Regions from separate parts of the Mus musculus genome. Here all the other regions are linked to region 1. Evidence: chromatin contacts called from public HiChIP or PLAC-seq data. All regions are on one chromosome and are shown on one strand. The core of a region is the stretch at or near the end of the contact, and the rest is flanking DNA. Distances in the headings are between cores, read along the strand shown.

Evidence for each region. HiChIP or PLAC-seq counts read pairs in DNA pulled down with a chosen protein or histone mark.
Region 2: a contact with region 1 is called in a BATF HiChIP or PLAC-seq map of CD8 T cells, with 7 read pairs. The contact joins two enhancer-like sites. A contact is called at or near these places in 1 of 39 promoter capture datasets (Sertoli cells), 5 of 484 Hi-C or Micro-C datasets (Th1 cells, liver, nephron progenitors and 1 more), 3 of 115 datasets of contacts at active chromatin or transcription factors (CD8 T cells, fibro-adipogenic progenitors and heart atrium) and 1 of 9 other capture datasets (pancreatic islet).
Region 3: a contact with region 1 is called in a BATF HiChIP or PLAC-seq map of CD8 T cells, with 14 read pairs. The contact joins two enhancer-like sites. A contact is called at or near these places in 1 of 484 Hi-C or Micro-C datasets (Th1 cells), 7 of 115 datasets of contacts at active chromatin or transcription factors (CD8 T cells, embryonic stem cells, epiblast stem cells and 3 more) and 1 of 9 other capture datasets (adipose tissue).

Annotation. Positions count from the first base shown.
Region 1 is chr7:120,061,440-120,065,659 of GRCm38.p6, reverse strand. It overlaps Dnah3 (dynein, axonemal, heavy chain 3), which reads left to right. Exons shown (of 61, transcript NM_001370806.1): 16 at 3,745-3,898. It also overlaps the pseudogene Gm17986. Among named protein-coding and RNA genes, the nearest start is that of Dnah3, 32 kb to the left of the region's middle. Within about 2 kb of position 2,494, at least 2 of the 459 cell types and tissues checked have an H3K27ac peak or open chromatin away from gene starts, as enhancers often do. A contact at or near this core is called in CD8 T cells, where this site is marked.
Region 2 is chr7:119,910,318-119,915,014 of GRCm38.p6, reverse strand. Lyrm1 (LYR motif containing 1) reads right to left here. Exons shown (of 4, transcript NM_001285959.1): 3 at 750-842. Among named protein-coding and RNA genes, the nearest start is that of Lyrm1, 17 kb to the right of the region's middle. Within about 2 kb of position 2,159, at least 10 of the 459 cell types and tissues checked have an H3K27ac peak or open chromatin away from gene starts, as enhancers often do. A contact at or near this core is called in CD8 T cells, where this site is marked.
Region 3 is chr7:119,872,450-119,877,080 of GRCm38.p6, reverse strand. The region is part of intron 1 of Dcun1d3 (DCN1, defective in cullin neddylation 1, domain containing 3 (S. cerevisiae)); the gene reads left to right. It also overlaps a transcript of Rexo5 not described here. Among named protein-coding and RNA genes, the nearest start is that of Dcun1d3, 21 kb to the left of the region's middle. Within about 2 kb of position 3,005, at least 25 of the 459 cell types and tissues checked have an H3K27ac peak or open chromatin away from gene starts, as enhancers often do. A contact at or near this core is called in CD8 T cells, where this site is marked.

The DNA of each region.
Region 1 (4,220 bases), core at 1,245-3,744:
AGTGAGTTCCAGGACAACCAGGGCTACACAGAGAAACCCTGTCTCAAAAAACCAAAAAAAAAAAAAGTTGATTTCATCTTGCTACTAATATGTAACCATATGCAATAGAAAGAAAAATGAACTGGCAAGATGACTCAGTGGATAAGAATATTTGCCACAGCAAACCAATGACTGAGCTCAATCCCTAGAACATGTGGTTAAAAAAGAGAGCCAACTCCTGAAAGTTGTACTCTAATGCCCACAAGCTCCTACAATTCATTACACACACACACACACACACACACACACACACACACACACACACACACACACACGTTGACATCTGGATCCCCAGAAGCCATATAAAATGTCAGATGGGCATAGGTGGCAGCCACCTTTAGTTTCAGCATCAGGGTTCTTCAGAGCAAATTCGCTATATTGTCAAGCTCAGGATTTGACTAAGAAACCCAGCTTTGGTGAATAAGGTAGAAGAGAAATCCAAGATGATTCTTCACATCAATCTTGGCTTCACGTGCACGAGCACACACATGCATGTGTGTGCCAACATACATGCATACCATGCATAGAGGAAAACTGAAAAAAAAATACAAAGTAAATGAAAATCAGTTAGAATAAAAAATATCAGTGGCACCGAGATGCTTGTTTTGCCATAAAACCTTTGTGACCCCACAGAGACTCTTTGAGAAATTGCATCCCATTCAGAAACTAAAGCTGATTGGCAAACATAGGCTATGCAACAAACATGAGGTCTGGAGGGTCAAATTTACCTTGGCCAAGACTCACAAGGCCTTCCAGAAGCTGATGATACTGGACTAATAGGACCCAGGGCATCTTCCTGAGGTCAATGTCCTTCTGCAGTGATCCATAAGCATTGGGGTGCTGAACGGGGAAACTGAATTATATGTAGGCCTGAAGATGGAGGATTTCTTGGAGAATCAGCTTCAGGCCCAGGTCTGTAAAATGTACCTGGACAAGGCTATCCACTACACCTGCGTGCTCATCTACCAGCACCATATCAGAGTCAGTAAGAGGTGATGCACATCCCACCCTTCATTATCTGTCTGGCCTGCCAGAAGCATGCTGACACCTCCCTTTGCCCTCCTAATAGTGGCCACCTAGGCCATGTGAAGAATGCCAAGAAGGACCAATGTGGCGCAAGAGCTGTGATGATGAAGCAGAGGAGGAAGCCATACCTCCACAGGCTAGAGGATTGTCTAATTTGGAGTTGGCTAATAACACACTGGGGATGGGAGGAATCAGTGGTTCAAAGGTGGTTACTCAGATAGCTAAAAGAAAAGAAAAGCAGACATCAATTCTTACATATAAATTACATGACCTAGTACATAATTCAAATAGAAGAGTAACCTGAATATGGAGATAATGGAATAAGCAGTAATCTTGGTTCACCAGCAGGGTGTGTCTCTCACTCTCTCTCTCTGCAGATAGTTAATGTCAACATGAAAATGCAGCTTCTACCTCACAGGGGGTAAGAAGAGTTTATTCTGGAGCTAAAAACTAGTGCCCATGTTTGGGCATAGATTCGGGTTACCCCTAAACTCTGTATTCCCATCTGGTAACAGTCTGATGAAGTTTTTACAGAAGCCAAAAAAAAAAAAAGTTATAAATTGAGGCCCTTTCAGATACATTGGTAGAAACATCAGGCAGTTGAGTTATAGCAAAAGCAGACAAATCTGTGTTGCCAGCCCAGATGCTGACATCAGTCTTAGCATTTGGTGGCCAGAAGCTAGTGGTCTGCAAGGCTAATGCATTCCAAAAGGCTTAGTCACAAGGACATTAGGTAAGACACAGAGGTGAGCAAGAGAGCTAGAGATAGCCCAGGAGAAATTGTAATTAGACTTTGGGACCTGCAGTATCTCAACCTCTCCACGATCATTGAAATTTCAGTTAATCAGCCTTGCAGAGGTCAGTGGGAGGTGGGACTCTTTCTCAGGGCTTCCATCCATAATAGCATATCAAAAATCCTACAATATAAAATGTCTATTCTTTGACATTCATTAATATCTAGCCATGTTTCAGGACTCAGAAAAAAAGTATAAGGAGCAGAAATTATATAATTGTATATACTAGATATCTACTGTGACATAACACAACATAGCATCTTCAAGGAGGAATTATCTCTCAGTGTCTCTGGGTCAGAACTCCCAAGAGCCACTCAGCTGTATGTCTGGTTGTATGTGTCTGGTACCAGATTTTCTGTGAAGCTGGAGTCAGAATACTAGCCCAGGCTGTACGCTTGTCTGAGGGTTTCATTGGCTGACATCTAATTCTGGTCTTGTTCCATGGTTATTAGCAGGTTTGAGCACATCATTGGCCCTTGACTCTATCCCTCACCACATGAGCCTCTTCACAGGGGAGTAGCTTTCCTTCAGAGTAAGACGGAAAGAGTAAGCAAAGGAAACAGAAACTAACCTCCTTCTGAACAACCCATCCCTTTTATAAGAAGTGAATTACCACATCTAGCCCAAACTCGAGGGAGCCAATTATACAGTGTATGAGACAGGATGTAGGGGTCATACCAGAGTCTGCCTCCCACATGGTGCAAGTAGAGATGAAACATAAGCCGAATCACTTGAAAAGTAACCCTCTTAAAGTACTCTTATGAGGAAAAAGAAATATTTAAAGTTAAAATACTTTAAAAGAATATTTAAAATTGTCATTATAAAATTAAGCACCTAAGAGCAAAATTTATGGGTGTCACTAGTGCTGCTCTTGGTGATAAGCTCATTCAATGAATATTGGTTGTCTGCATGCCCAACACTCTGAAACTGCTGGGTACATGTGGAATTAATGAAGAAAATGTATAGATTTACATTCTAGTCAATGAGAAGAAATACCCGTAGAGTGGTTGTGATAAATGAAGCTAATAACTGAGTGATGTTATATTAGAGTTATTAAATTCATACTTTTTCTTCATTGCATACTGAAGTAGAGAGAATTTAAGTGATGTGCGTGCTCAAAGACCATGAGGCTATTAAATATCTAGACTTCTGAGGCAAGCAATCCTGGCTCTAGATCCTAGCCACTAAACAATAGATCACCTACTAAAACTGAGTAAAGGAAGAAACAAATTGAGATCAGATTTGTTGATCATATGGATGGGGTAGACAGATCTGGAAGACCTCTCCAATCACTCCAGCTACAGTGGATAACACAAGGCAGTCTGTTCACTCTATTTGTTTTCTTTAGGGCATTTGTTACTATCAGAAGTGTCTTTATAGATTTATTCATCTGTCTTTATATCTAGGGGGTTACCAATCCATCCATCCATCCACCCACCCATCCATCCATCCATCCATCCATCCATCTATCCATCCACCGACTCACTAATCCATTATTGTTTAGCTCTCCTCCCAACTAAAATGAATGTTCCAAGAGGATAGAGATATTAATAGCACACTTCAAAGATAACTTTCTGATGTCTAGTTCTGGGATATATCAAGCCTCAATAATAAATATCTAATGGCACAATGAATAGATAATGCATAAAATACATATCTGATCACATATTTATCTGAACAGGAAAATTTCCTCAGCATGTTTAGTCACCAATTGGCTTATACCACCCCATCTCCAATCCATGGATCATATGTGTTTTGTTTTTATTTCTTCTTTGCTTGTCTTTAGATAGATGCAGAATCAGGGAAGTGTCAAAATCCCAGGATGATAACTTGGGAAGAGCAAAAAATGGGAGAGTCTGATGTGATGGGCTTTCTTTGCTGTCAGGTGCTCAGAATTTGAGTCGAGACTTGAAGGCTATAGCAAAGAGCTGGAAATGTTTAGGAAGCGTGAAGTGATGACTACCGAAGAAATGAAGAACAATGTGGAAAAGCTTCATGACCTCTCCAAGAACCTAGATCTGGCGCTGACAGAATTTGAGGTTTGGAACATCGTGATAGGGACTTGGGACCCTAAGTGTTGGTCATTTTGGTTCTTAGTTTATGCATAAGACAGCTGTGAGGTACATAGCACCACGTGCTTGGCCCTCCCTCTCTTGAGCATGGTCAGATACCTCTCCCCACATGTTGTCTATATTTCAACAGATATTTGTAAGTCATGTAGCACCTGAAGACATTAAAGCATGGTAACTGCTTATGCCTGTTGTGTATCCATTACGTGCTGAGTGATGGGGCAAGGGCTTTGTATAGATGTCTCAATGCCTAGGACAAACCTTTGGGGTTTGTTACGTTATCCCTTAGCCC
Region 2 (4,697 bases), core at 910-3,409, 150 kb after region 1:
GCAAACATTTAGGATTGAGGCAGAGCTGTATACAAAGATGCTCAGAAGAGATGAAATAAAATCAGTAGGTTAAAAAATATATACCTAGAATCTCATGTATAAAAGAATGTGCGTGAGCTGGGCGTGGTGGCCCATGCCTTTAATCCCAGCATTCAGGAGGCAGAGGCAGGCGGATTTCTGAGTTCAAGCCCAGCCTGGTCTACAGAGCGAGTTCCAGGACAGCCAGGGCTATACAGAGAAATCCTGTCTCGAAAAAACCAAAAAAAAAAAAGTGTGTGTGTGTAAAACTAATATTACCAACTAATATTACCAGGTAAGTCAAAGAGTTGAAAACTGGACATTTTAAAACTACATTGGTCTCTTCCAAAAGGTGAGAATTTTTGACAATTTTCACTTTTTTCTTTCTGTAATCTTTTAATATCTGAACTTTACTTTTTTCGTATCTAAAAAGCTTTCCTTTTATACTAAAGAAAATAAATGCATCTCTATAAAACTATGGGTGAAGGCCCAAAGAGTAGCTTTATATCTAGGAGCTGCTTTCCCCTTCCAGCTTGCGGGAAGCTGCACCAGAAGAGACCAGGCATTATATCCGTGTAGACAGTGGTTTACTGTGACGGGTAGTGGCATGCCAGGATAACGTACTTCCAGCACGCTTCCTCCCATGGCTCTTGCTCCTCTGTGAATGTTAGCCCTCGTGGTACACACCCTTAGAAAGACCTGCACTGCCCAGGGGCGGCGCTCATACTCACAGGGCGTGGATAAGGGATCTGGTAATGCAGTCCAATCTCAATCCGGGCCGTGCATTCAACTATGCATTGTTTAATCAGCTCTGGGTCTGTGAGCTGGTTAAGGGGAAATAAGCGAGACATTTAGTATCTTTCTAATGATATATAAAATATAGAGTTTCTTAAACTCTTTAGTTCACTACCAAGGAAACTCGATATTGGAAAAGGCCTTTCCTATCTTGTTTTCCAGTTAGCCTTCTTATGAATCCTTCCAAGGTTAGTCTATGAATATATAAACCTAAATACAGAGAATTGGCCTTTTAAAAATATTTCTCATTGATTATCTTGTGTGTATAGCGCAGGGAGTGTGCACATCCATTGTACACACACTGTGGTGCGCGCACCGCGTTGGTGTGGAGTTGCTTCTCTCCTTTTGTCTGTCTTTGAGCTCCAGGGATTGAGCTCAGCTCATCCAGCTTGTGCACTGAACACCTTTATCCAGTGAGCCATCTCACTGGCCCTGGTCTCTTCTTATAGAGATAGCTTTATAAGTCTTGCTTTTTCGTTAACATAATTTCAAGCTCTTTTGGTATTCAGACATCAGGAACTACTCTTCCTGAAAATTTACAAAAAAATCAACATCAGGCTTTATTATAATTTAACCACTGTATTATTTATGAGCATTTTGGTTATTTTCAGCCCTTTCCCATTATAAACAATTCTGCTGCTACAGATCTTTATGCAATTTTTTTCTCACATGCTAATGTATCTAAGAGATGAATTCTTACAGCAGAGAAGGTTAAGACAAAGGGGTTATACAGGTTCATACTTTTTTTTTTTTTACAGTATTCCCAAGTTACCTTCTGGAGTTACACCAATTCATGTCTCCATCAACAGTCTGCAAACTAGCATCCCCTCCAACACCAAGTGAGAGAGCTATTCCACACGCTCTCCACACCGACTCTCTTAAGTATTGGCTCTCAAGCTTTCCAATGCTGCAGCAGTTAATACAGTTCCTCATGCTATAGTGACATCCCCACTGTAAAATCATTTTGGTTGCTACTTCATAACTAATTTTACAACATAAATATCTGTGTTTTCCCATGGTCTTAAGTGATGCCCATGAAAAGGTCATTTGATCCCCCAAAGTGGTCATGACCCACAGGCTGAGACCCATTGCTCCACAGAAATCTGGTTTTTCAGCAAAAAGACTGGAGAACGGTTTACCTCATATTTTAAACTATAAATTGCCATGTTCATTAGTATGGGGCAAAAAGGAGTTTTGAAATCCCAAATCACTCAAATTGTGATAATGTATTTTTGAGTAAAAGAATGAAATGTTCACTTTGGGGGAAACACACACACACACAAGGCCAAATCAAGGAGAGAAACTTTCATTCTGAGGATGTAAAAAAACCACAAAACCCAACCAACCAATCAACCAACAACGAACAGTACATGGATCTTCTATCCATTTGTGAGTGCTTCAAAGTAGTTCGAGGATTGCATCAGCTTCAGATGACAACCAAATTGAAGTCTTGGCCCATGTGGCTTGATAATTCCAAGGGAGTTCTTGTCCCTTGGTGCTTCTTGGAGTTCCAGGAACAGCAGCACAGAGAACTGAGCTGAGTCCCTTAGGGCAGAGGCTCAACTCCCTGACCCCTACAGCCTCAGAAGCTAAGTGCTGCTATCGACATTGGGAATGGTTCTCATGTTGCCACTGGCCTGCTTGGGATTCAGAGCAATGAATACGATACCTCTGGATTATTATTCTTAAAGTCTTAGTGCAACTGGGTTATAGTAAACTGTTTCTGTCTACATCAGGAACCTTGGGGAAAGAAAAAGCCTCCTGACAATGATATTGCTAAGAGGGTTGGGGCTTCTTAAACTTCAGCACTCTATCATCTATATAACCTTGGGCTACAGTTCTCCAAATTCAGCTATTCACAGGATGCTGCATGATTTTTTGACATGGACACACCACCCTTGTCTCATCCTTGGCTAGGTCAAAGCTTAAAAATTATTCTAAAATAAATGAAAACCTAATCTTGACTAGTTCTCAGACAATTTTGTCTGCTCAGGTTTACTGGGTATATGCCACAGCCAGGCCATACTCATGGCCCTGACTCATGGAGTCATATCACCGCTTTCAGCTACCAAAGATACCATCTGAACAGAACACCTCTTGAACACCAAAAAGGCATAGAAGAAGCCAGATGAGTGACACGGTTTAAAATAGTGTCTTCTGGATGTGACAGACCTGTTGTATTTGTGAATTCACTGCAGCTGTGTTTGCCTGCATAAGACCCATACCAGACCAAGCAGGCCACATTCCAGCACAGGCAGGAGAGGCAGTCATGAGCCCCATCCCTATCTGAGGAGCTTTTGACAGCTACTGGCTGCTGGAGGAAAGTGAGTCAGTTCTCTTTAAGGGTATGGCCCCTGGAAGGTCAAACACACTCAGGGGGACAGTTCCACACCCACGAGTACATGGGCAGCACAAACTGGACTTGGTGCTTTACTTAAAAAAGTAAAAAAAGAGGGCACGAAGTTGAGGTAGATATGGTGAATCTGGGAAAAGTTTAGGGCTAAATATTGTAAAAATATATTGTGTACATGTATGAAAAAATGTAAAGGTTGGGTGTGGTGGCACATATACACCTTTAATCCCATCACTTAAAACAGGCTAGTGGCTCTCTTGAGTCACAGAACAGCCATGGCTATATACAGTCACTGTATTTAAAACAAATATTAATAATAATAATACAGCCGGGCAGTGGTGGCACACACATTTAATCCCAGCACTTGGGAGGCAGAGGCAGGTGGATTTCTGAGTTCGAGGCCACCCTGGTCTATAGAGTGAGCTCCAGGACAGCCAGGGCTACACAGAGAAACCTTGTCTCAACCCCCTCCCAAAAAAAAAACATTAAAAAAAAACAAAACCAAACACAATAAAGTATGGAGGCTTTGGGGTTCCCAGAAGATTATGAGAGTTTGTCTTAATTTTAATTCCTCTACTTTTTTACTTAACTAAAATATCTCTGAGAGACTATATTTTTATTGTTTATTTAATTTTTAATTTTTAATTTATTTTTTTATATATCCAAATTGTCTGGTCTAGTGTTTAGCACATGGTGGGATACTTTAATAAGGACTAAGAACAAAGAGTTTTACCTAGCAGCAGGTGACAGGAGCTACAGAAGAAACAAGAGGGGAAGGGAGCAGCTAGGGGATCAGGATTAAAAACAGATGACTAGGCTGAGGTGAGTTCCAGCAGGTGGGTGGTCAGAAACAAAGGCTGGGCCAAGGGTGGTGACATATGACTTTAATCCAGGCACTCAGAAGGCAGAGCCAGGGGAACCTATGTGAGTTGGAGGCCAGCCTAGTCTACATAAGTTCTAGGATAGCCAGGACTAAATAGACCCTGTTCAAAAAAAAAACAAAAAAACAAAAAAAGCCCAAAACCAAAGCAAAGCAAAGCAAAGCAAAGCAAAGCAAAGCAAAGCAAAGCAAAGCAAAGCAAAGCAAAGCAAAAGAAAAACAAAAAGAAAGTAACCAAGAGCAGATATTCAAAGTGGCCACAACAGAGGCTGCCCTTTAGCCTGCATGCAAGTGGTGGTAGGCGCTGTAGAGAAACTGCCAGAAAGACACTACATACAGTAGGGAGAAGCAGTGAAGCTAAATTGGAAGAGATCAAGCAGAAGTGGGCAAAGATGAGCCGGGTACCAACAGTCACCTTTCATCCTAGTGCCAAGCAGTTTCCCCAAGGGAAAGCCAGCCAGTGCTGGGTGCTTTGTCAGGATCAAGGGAAGCTGCCTGGTGTGCAGGTGCGTGCTTCTTGCTAAACTAGCTAGTAGAGCCTTGGTTTTTGCAGTACCACTCTGCTGGCCAAAGAGCTTATAACTCAGTTATGGGAGGAGTCCCGAGTCTTTTCTATATTATAAAGTGAGTTTATAACCAGAAGGCTTTGAA
Region 3 (4,631 bases), core at 1,756-4,255, 190 kb after region 1:
TCAGGGTTGTGGGGGAGGGATGAAATATTTTCGGTTTTTGGTTCTTAAGCTTTTTCGTTTTGGCTTGGGAGGAAAAAAAGCCACGGGATTTTTTGTTGTTTGTTTGTTTGTTTGTTTGGTTGGTTGGTTTGGTTTGGTTTGTTAATTTTTAGGTTGAAAGGTTACTTTTTCTTGCAGAATAGTTAATGACAGCAAGCTGATTCTTGGTGAAACCAGTCATTGTGCCCTTGCTCAGTTGTGGTGGATAGTGAGCCTTCATTTTGATAAGCCCATTGGTAATACTGTATCAACTTGTATGAATGGGAGCTGGTCCTGGCTGCCTCATAGAAGTGTTATGTAACTTATGGTACTCACAAACCCTTTTGGGGGGGGGGCTTTATTATCATGATACTGTCATTCTGGATCTTCTGTTCTTATCCAGTTCTGCCAGAGTGATTCTCATGCCTGAGGGGCTAGAAACTCCATGTAAAAAGTAGGCATTTGGCTTTTGCTTAGAGATAAAGTGTGTTGATGAAGAATGGCTGTTAAAACCTGGAAACACTGAAGTTGGTGATTGAAGTTTAGACTACTTTAGAAGCACCTCCCTCCCTGTTACACTGACTTAATTTCTGAAAAATGAGTCTTATTTAGAGTTTCAAGCATCTTCTTTGACTAGCTTCAGAAAAGGCTTATTAATGTATTTGTCCTGTAAGTTTCTGCTGAGATTCGTTTTTGTCAGCCCTGGCATTTCCCATAGAAACAAAAGAGAAGTGTCAGTTTGGTTTTCCATCACCCCACACAGTAGACTTCTTAATTCTGTCACTGATGGATGTGCACTGTTAAACAAGCCTTACTGTTGGCCGACTCACTGAGGAGCCCTGTGATAATGTGACCCCATCCCCAGCTACCAACACTTACACTTGTAGTACTTGGAATTTTCAGTGTATTGTGTTAAAACAAACTTCTAATTCTGGCTATTTTTCTTTTCAACTTTAAGCCTAAAATTGGAAGCTCTATTTTTATACAACATATCCTAGAAAAGTCACCAGTGTTGCTATTCTCTTGCTGCCCAAATATCTTCACTGGGCTTGGGGGTGGGGAGAGCAAGAGCCGGCTGTCTCATGTGGCTAAGCAGAATGTGTGGGCCTGCTTGCCAGCCAGTGGAGGTGGAATCTGCTCTTTGCTTCTTGGCAAGTATGTCTGGATTTGGAAGCTTTCATTTAGGACTTTAGCTCTTGGCCATTTCTTGTTGCCATATGCAGTAGAGCTCATTGTTTCTAGGGGATTTGAAGAGACAGAGCTGTATTGTCCTCATCTCTTACTGTCTTTGACAAGCTTTAAGTAAAATAAGTCAAAAGCCACTCTGTCATCCATGAAATTCCTTCCTTTTCCTTCCTTCCTTTCCCTTCCTTCCTTCCTTCTCTCCCTCCCTCCCTCCCTCCCTCCCTCCCTTCCTTCCTTCTTTCCTTTTTCATTTCTTTCGATCATTTTTTGAGACAAGATCTCTCTATAATCCTGGCTATCCTGGAACTCACTATGTAAACCAGGCTGGCCTTGAGCTCAAAGATCTGCTTGCCTCTGCCTCCTGATTAAAGGTGTGCCCCACTGTGCTCAGCATCATTGAGGTTTTTGTGAGTAACTTAGTAGGAGAAAATATCTCAAGAACTGTAAAATGGCATGTTTTAACTAGCTGAATCCCTATTTTAAAAGACATATATTGTATTCAAAACAAGGATCCTCGTCCCCAAACCCTTTAAATATGATGCTTTCACATATGAGCTAGGGAGGCTACCTAGCCCTTGCATGTTGCCATCAGGTCTTCATATCGTGTGAATTAACGTTTGGGCTTGCACCTTTGGTAAGGGAAGAGGCAGGAATGACGTCTGTGAAAATGTGACACCTTTCCCTCCTTCAAGGAGTGAGGTCACGGATCAGAAGACACAGCTGGACCGTCATGGTTTCAGCCTCAAGATTCTGGATTTCACTCTGGGAGGTAAAAATTAGCTTATGGAGTGAAGAAATGGCGCTGTATTACCACTGGATGAGAAGCTATTTGTATTTGAGAAACTGATGAGGTGGGGAATAATTGAAATAGTAACTCCTCCCTCCCCTTGTTTTTAGAAGGTGGTAGAGTATTGTGGGGAAGGGGTCTGGTAGCTGGTCTTTTACTACTTTGTGGGTTCTTTTTCACACCTTTTATCCACTCCCCTCCTTTTCACCCCATTCCCTAAAAAGGAGAGAGTGAAGGATAGAGGGGAGAGCAAGATTGATCCCCGAAATCTCATTCTTTCCTTTTGTTTCTTCTTTGAGCATGACTTCTAACTGCAGCCAATCTCCCCTGCTGCCACTTGGGGCCCTAGCATTTATGTACCCTCTGAAAGGTTCCAGAATCCTAAATGTCACACAGTCTCAAACTATCTGAAGCTGGTAAATTTCATGCCTCTGCTAGGACATGAGGCAAATCACAGTAGTCGGCTGCTGCGGTCAGTTCGAAACAGCCCCAGATCCCCACGGGATTAAAACGAAACACTTTCTTATAAAAATTTGAAAATTTGAAAATTCTAGGATTGTCACTAGTGTCTCAAAGAAATATGACCTTAAGAACCAGTTCTTAAGAAATGAAATTGAGTTCTGCATCCATAGGACTCAGTTCCCTTTGTTGTTGCTATCATTTCATCAGAATTGGTATAAATAACTGATTTGTTAGGCCTAATTGTACTAGGGCAAGGGCTAAGCATTCCTGAGTATTAGTCCTGAGTTAGGACAGTAAAGCGATAGACTAGTGCTTTGTGCAACATGAGCACTTACTATCTGTCTTAGTTACTGTTGTGTTGCTTTGAGTAGGTACCACGATTAAGGCAACTTATACAAGAAAGCATTTATTGGGAAGCTTGCTTATAGTTTCAGAGGGTTAAGTTGTCCAAGATCATGGCCGGGGAGCAAAGTGGCAGACAGGCAGGCATGATGCTCGAGCAGCAGCTGAGAGTTCACACATTATCTGTAAAGTATAGACAGAGACAGAGAGAAACTGAGACTGACTGGGCCTTGTGGGTGTTTGAAATCTCAAAGCTCAACCTCAGTGACACACCTCCTCCAACAAGATCACACTTCCTAATCCTCTCTAAATATCTAACTGGGGACCAAACATTCAAATACATAAGCCTATGGCAATATATCCAAATACATAAGCCAGGCTATTTTTATCCAGACCACCACACTATCAGTGGGTCATCAGCAGATATGTAGCAAACAGTTCCTGTGTGCCTAAAAACTGAGGTAGGTACACAGGATATAACTTGTATTGTTTGGGGGATCAAATAAGTCAACGAATGAGACTCTCAGAGAATAAAGCCAGTCTGGTATTACAAACCTGTAATCCAAGTACTCTGTGAAGCTGAGGCAGGAGGATCATGAATTCAAGGTCAGCCTGGACTCTAATTATATCTATAAAAACAAACCAAAACACCAGAGCAGCTGGGCATGGTTGGCACATGCCTTTAATTCCAGCACTGGGGAGACAGAGGCAGGCAGATCTCTTGAGTTTCAGGCCAGTTAAGGCCGTGTTTCTAGAAGCAAACAACAGAAACAAGCAAACAACAACAAAGCAAAACAAATGAAAATCTAAACCATTAAAATGAAGAAAGCAAAAACAAGCAAAAAGACAAACATAAATGTCCCAGATTAGAGTACAATGCTACATAACTTGGTTGACTCCATTTCAGTATTTGAGACACATCTGGTACAAGTGCTCTTCTGAGGTACAAAGTATCCCATGGAGAGCTGGGAAGGCCTCTGATGTGTAAGCCCAGCGATTTTGCATGCCCTGTTCTCCCTAGAAGGCAGGGAGAGGATTTCAGGAGGAGCTGAAGGAGCTGTAGTATTTGCATTGCTGATCTGAGTGAAAGGATTAGATGTGGTTGAAGTACATGTAAAGCTGGTGACAGTTGATGCATGCAACTCTTTGAACCCCCTGTTACTAGATGCAAAATGAACATGTGTTTACGTGCACATTGTATTCTGGGCCTGTAGTTGCCTTCAGGTTGTTAAATGTATCGATGACCAGAAGAAGAGCTTTTGGATCTATTGTTTGTCTTAAAATTTTCTAAAGTAAGGCCTGTCTGGGCAGCCAAAATAGACAGCTCTGCATCGGCCCTTAGGTGGTAGCAATTTGGGCAGGACAGAAAATAGGGAAGAACTAAGTAGTCTTCTTTGTTTTTATTGTTGTTTGAGACAGGGGTCTCACTATGTGGTCCTGGCTAATGCTGAACTCAGATCCATCTGCCTCTGACTCCTGAGGGCTGGGATTAAAAGCACATATAACCACTCCCGGCAAGAGATACCTTTGCAAAGCCTGCAGTAACTCCTTGCTTGTTGCTTTTTATCATATGTTGGACACTATTTTGATTGAAGTATCTGTTTATTTATCTCTCTCTATATTAATGTATCCATGTACCATGTAAGCATTTATAAAAATGAATGTTAAGAAAATAAAATGTGTATATATATATATATACACACATATATGGATTGTATATAACCCTTACAGGATATATAATAAAGACAGATAAACATGAGCATTTTTAGTTTCTGTCTTAGACACCTGAATTCTTCCTAAATTGGCATTTAGCACTTAAAGGGAAATTGGGTAATTG